Regions from separate parts of the Zea mays genome. Here region 2 is linked to region 1. A link is a contact called in public Hi-C data. All regions are on one chromosome and are shown on one strand. The core of a region is the stretch at or near the end of the contact, and the rest is flanking DNA. Distances in the headings are between cores, read along the strand shown.

The links. A called contact is a pair of places that touch in the nucleus more often than the background predicts.
Region 2: a Hi-C map of leaf shows a contact between it and region 1, with 5 times the contacts expected there. The contact joins the promoter of LOC118476085 here to the promoter of LOC100384266 in region 1. A contact is called at or near these places in 3 of 25 Hi-C or Micro-C datasets (ear, leaf and tassel).

What each region holds. Positions count from the first base shown.
Region 1 is chr1:183,733,308-183,736,066 of Zm-B73-REFERENCE-NAM-5.0, forward strand. It overlaps LOC100384266 (Core-2/I-branching beta-16-N-acetylglucosaminyltransferase family protein), which reads right to left and starts at 1,350. Exons shown (of 3, transcript NM_001176831.1): 1 at 1,134-1,350; 2 at 238-777. The coding sequence starts at 1,136.
Region 2 is chr1:184,053,154-184,055,912 of Zm-B73-REFERENCE-NAM-5.0, forward strand. It overlaps LOC118476085 (tubulin beta chain-like), which reads left to right and starts at 1,372. Exons shown (of 2, transcript XM_035964156.1): 1 at 1,372-1,622. The coding sequence starts at 1,605. It overlaps LOC100285810 (erg28 like protein), which reads left to right. Exons shown (of 3, transcript NM_001158700.1): 3 at 1-328.

The DNA.
Region 1 (2,759 bases), core at 100-2,599:
TGAAAATAAATGGCCGTCATTTTCAGCTCCGATCCCCCCCTTCTCCGCCATCCATCCACATTCCACGACCCCACGTCGTCGTCAACGTAGAGGAGCCGTGCAACATGGACGGCCATGATGGTAGGCCGCCGGCCGCCCGGACGATCGTCAAAGCGAAACTGAAACTCGCGAGCCCACGTCAACGCAGAGGATCGGAGAGCTAGCCGCCGTACGTGCGCGGGTGGCGCGCGTACGTACCTGGCTGGGCACTTGGCGGCGGTAGAAGGCGGACGCCGGCGCGAAGTCGGGGCGGTACCCCGGCGTGGCGTGCACGTAGACGGAGAAGAGGCCGGCGTCCCCGCCCCCGGCGCCGGCGAAGAAGCGCTCCCACAGCGGCGCCAGCGGCAGCGGGCCGCGGGTCAGGAACATGAAGGCCACCTTGGGCGTCCGGCGGTACGGGTAGCGCCGGACGCTGGGGCGCCACGACGCCGCCCACAGCAGCTCGTCGTCGGTCATGTTGTGCCACGCGGACGCCGGCGCCCGCGCCCACCGCTCCAGCGGCTGCTTCCCGCCGCCCGACGGCGGCGCGGGCGGCAGGGCGACCGGCGGGCGCGGGAGCGCGGACGAGTAGGCGGGGCCGCCGACGAGCAGCGCCACGGCGGCGAGGAAGCCCGTGCCGAGCACCGCCACGAGGAGGAGAGGGCGGAGGAGCTTCAGGGGCAGCGCCGCCGCCGGACGGACGGTGCTGGGGTCCTTGCCGTGCACTACTGCTGCTGCTGCCTGCGGCATGCCGATCAGCTGAAAGGAAATCAGAGAGATTAGTAATTCGTATGGGGGAATTGATTGCTGAGCCGGAGCCGGAGCCGGGTGAGGCCGCGTGGGATCAAAGAGATGACGAAAGCTTTGGACTGGTCGTGGTCGATCATCAAGGAAGCTGGTAACAGCAGCCAGCACTCAGCAGTGCGGCGGTTATTTGTGAACTGAAGCCTGGATGGAACAGCATAAAGACGACAAGCGCACGCAGCTTCGGTCGGCGCGACGACGGCGGAGAAGACGACGAGAAGAGGTCCCCACGGGCCACGGCCACGCCACAGCTCGGGTAAACGAAAACAAGCAGGTGGCTGAGTGGGAACTGGGAAGGGACGGAACCGTACCATGTGGGCGACGCTGTTTCAGTTCAAGAGAGAGAGGACGGCGTAGGAGAGGAGCCGTCGTCTGCTCGTCTTCGTCTTCTTCTCGGGCGGCGCGCAACGGCCGGCCTCGGTTCAGCTCAGCTCCTCGGCGGGCGCGACGGACTGGCGAGGGAGACGACAACGCAGGGCAGAGGAGGGTGGGAGGGGGCGAGGGCGACGGAGAGGTCGCGGCTCTCCGGTGTGCGTTGGCACTTGGCAGGCAGGAGGTGCACCGGTGCAGTCCAAATCAGAATCCGGGATTTCAGTTTTCAGCAAGCAGTGGTGAAGTGGTGGTGGTGACGAGTTATGTCACGCACTTGTTTATCTCCTCTCCTCTGTTTGCCAGTACAATCCTAGTGCTCAAAAAATTAACTAACAACCAATATTTTCTACATCACAACGAAAGGCGAGCGTATATGATCTGCAAGCGCGTGACTAGATAGATATAAACACTACCGGAATCAGCTCCTTTGCCTTTACACTCGGCAAAGGCTTTGCCGAGTGTAACACTCGGCAAAGAACGCTCGGCGAACTGTACATCGGCAACGGCATCTTTGCCGAGTATTTTTTGTCGAGCACTCGGCAAAAACTTTGCCGAATGCCATTTGGCACTCGACAAAGAAAAGTCACCGTCACGGCGCCAAGTGACGGTGACGGATCCTTTGCCGAGTGCCTACGGCGACACTCGGCAAAGACTGGTCCAGTGGACCCCACAGCCAGTCCCTGTGTCGAGAGCCCTAGTAGGCACTCGGCAAAGGAGGTTTCATGTGTAGAAACCTAGGAGAACTACATTGAAACTCTATGATTTCATGTGTAGTTCTCCTAGGTTTCTACACATAGTGTCCCACAACTTTCTCCAAACATTCTAAAATTTTTATCGCAGCCTGTACATATGATATCATGACACGTGGACAAGTTTCAGGATTTTCTGACTTTGTTTGTGTTTTATACAATTTTTAAACATGTGTATGACAAGTTCACGGCCATGTTTAGTGAGCATGTTGCTCGAAGTTTCCGGTCCGCTCCTAGAATCGGTCGTAACTTATGCTAAGTAACATGAATATCATTTTTGCATGCACGGTTTTCCAAGTTTCGAGTGACCTACAGTTCAAATCTAAATTTTCCGAAGAAATTCAAATAAACGAACTAAATCTACTAACGATTGAAAACTCTGTTAAAATTGTCCACAAATGATACATGTAGGTCTACATAGTGTAGGAACATACCACAAATTTTTTGAGAGACAAAATAAAAAAATACAAATACACTTTGCCGAGTGTCCAGAGATGACACTCGGCAAAGTATGCTTTGCCGAGTGCCTAGTATGCGGCACTCGGTACAGAACCTCTTTGCCGAGAGCCAACGGCTGGCACTCGGCAAAGACTAACGGCCGTCAACTTTGGGACGGCCGCTGACGGCCGTTTGCCGAGAGCCCCTTTGCCGAGAGTTTGACACTCGGCAAAGTTGTCTGTGCCGAGTGTCGTTCTGTGCCGAGTGTTCAACTCTCGGCAAAGCACGTTTTGCCGAGTGCCTAACTTTACCGAGTGCGACACTCGACAAAGCTTTCTTTGCCGAGTGCCCGACAAAAGGCACTCGGCAAAGAAGCCA
Region 2 (2,759 bases), core at 122-2,621, 320 kb after region 1:
TACTTCAGTTTTCAACTTTTCATCATGTTATTTCGTTGCATGAGACGTTCGTCCGACTGAGCAGGGAGATTTCCGAACAGTTATGCCACTGGCTGGGAATGAGAATTTTTGAACACTGAACTCCGGCTGAATCATGTAGTCAGGAGCTGTAATAGCATTCAGATAGTCACCGGTTGGGAGCTGAGATGCCAATAAGGCGGCGGGTATAGAAAAGAGGTGGGCGTATCATGTGCTTTCGTTGCAGCCAAAGGGTGTATGTACTCTGAAACTTTTGTTGTACTGATGCTGCATCTTTTGTTCTTGAAATAAACCGTACATTAGTACAGTAGAGTCGATAAAGTTTTTATGTATTGCGATGATTGTTCAATCACTTTATTTTTTTTTACCTCATGTTCAGTTACTTTTTTTATCTCCATGTTATTCGTACTATGCCATCCACTCAACATAAATTTGTTGCAAAATAATGCTTCATTCGTTCGTACTATGCCATGATATACTTTCGGTAATTGGTAGCAGTATTGACGACGAGAACGGGCTATCTTCTATTCTTCTGCACATTTGACGCTTAAAATTGAGTCAGGTGTGCAGTAGCCACATATATTAGGCATCGATCATTACCATTAAAAATTAGGCTACCATTTGCATTTTCATCACTCAAAAGTCAGAATGCTGAGATGACACTGTCATGATCGAAACAGTATCTGTCGATGGCCACCGAATTTGCAAGATCTATGTAGGGAGCTACTACTGCTACTTAGCACAGCAAGCAAGCATGCGCTGCTCCCACTTGTAGACTAGTGATCCTCCTTTCCTATTTGCCACTACACGTCTGCAGCATGGCCACCTTTGATGGCTCACGAAAGAAACGCTCAAGCACACTTAGATACCTATGCCACACTTTCCTTGCAAATTGACAAGCTCACATTTTTTTCCCATTTGTAAACGAAAATTATTGCACTAATTGCGGTTGCTGTTGTTTTCGTATGTCATTTCATATTGCCTTTTCCATTGTATTTTTTTTTCTGTTTTAAGCGCTAAATATTTGCTCCGAGTGAAGTATAATCCATGGTAATCTGAAAGACGAGTATCCACACTGTCAATATATGATGAGCTTGGCTTCAATTCCAGCATCATCAGGGTGTCAACGGTGTTTCATAAAGTTTGAATGTAAAACACATCAGCACGTGGGTTATGTATTCTTTCTTATTAAAACCCGCTGGAGTTTCCAGCCTCCTCCGCGTTTCCGGTCATCCGGTGTACTGAGACGCTCGCGGGTGCGAACACGTGGCCAGTCTCTATAGCCACTCCGGATCTCAAACCTTCATCTAAATTCCCTATGAGCTGACGTTCGATTCCGCTTTGTCTCAGCCTCTCTCTCCCGTACTGCTTCTCCTCTACCTCCGCCGCCAGCCAGCCACTGCCTCGATTCGCTCCCCTCCGGCCCTCCTGTCGCGCGCGCTCTGCCTCGCTGGCGCCACGGTCGCCCGCGCCGGCAGGCTCGCTGATAGGCTCGAGTCCCTCGACGCCATCGCCTAGATTGTCTACTAGCTGGCCCCCGCTCGCCGCGAGGTGGTGCTTGCGGAGGTGGCGGCGATCGTGCCTGCATGGTGCTCGACAAAAAGGTTGAAAGTCGCCTAGGGGGTGAATAGGACGAAACTGAAATTCTCAAAAATAATCACAACTACAAGCCGGGTTAACGTTAGAGATAAAATCGAGTCCACGAGAGAGGGTGCAAAACAAATCGCAAGCGAATAAGGAGTGAGACACGTGAATTTGTTTTACCGAGGTTCGGTTCTCGCAAACCTACTCCCCGTTGAGGTGGTCACAAAGACCGGGTCTCTTTCAACCCTTTCCCTCTCTCAAACGGTCCCTCGGACCGAGTGAGCTTTTCTTCTCAATCACTTGGAACACAAAGTTCCCACAAGGACCACCACAAGATTGGTGTCTCTTGCCTCAATTACAAGTGAGTTTGATCGCAATGAAGAATCAAAGAAAGAAGAAAGCAATCCAAGCGCAAGAGCTCGAAAGAACACAAGCAAATCTCTCTCACTAATCACTAGGGCATTGTGTGGAATTTGGAGAGGATTTGATCACTTGGGTGTGTCTAGAATTGAATGCTAGAGCTCTTGTAAGTAGTTGAAGTGGGAAAACTTGGATGACTTGAATGTGAGGTGGTTGGGGGTATTTATAGCCCCAACCACCAAACTAGCCGTTTGGTGGGGCTGTCTGTCGCATGGTGCACCGGACAGTCCGGTGTACACCGGACATGTCCGGTGCGCCAGCCACGTCACCAAGGCCGTTGGGTTCCGACCGTTGGTGCTCTGTCTTCTGGGCCCGCCTGGATGTCCGGTGGCACACCGGACATGTACTGTAGAGTGTCCGGTGTGCCAGCGCGTGCGTGCCTGACTTCTGCGCGCTTCTGGCGCGCATTAAATGCGCCTGCAGGTGACCGTTGGCGCGAAGTAGTCGTTGCTCCGCTGGTTCACCGGACAGTCTGGTGTACACCGGACAGTCCGGTGAATTATAGCGGAGCGAATTCCCGAGGCTGGCGAGTTCCAGAGCCGCTCTTCGTTGGGGCACCGGACAGTCCGGTGAATTATAGCGGAGCGCCTCTGAATTTTCCCGAAGGTGAGGAGTTCAGCGTGAAGTCCCCTGGTGCACTGGACACTGTCCGGTGGCACACCGGACAGTCCGGTGCGCCAGACCAGGGCACACTTCGGTTATCCCTTTGCTCTTTTGTTGAACCCTGTTCTTGGTCT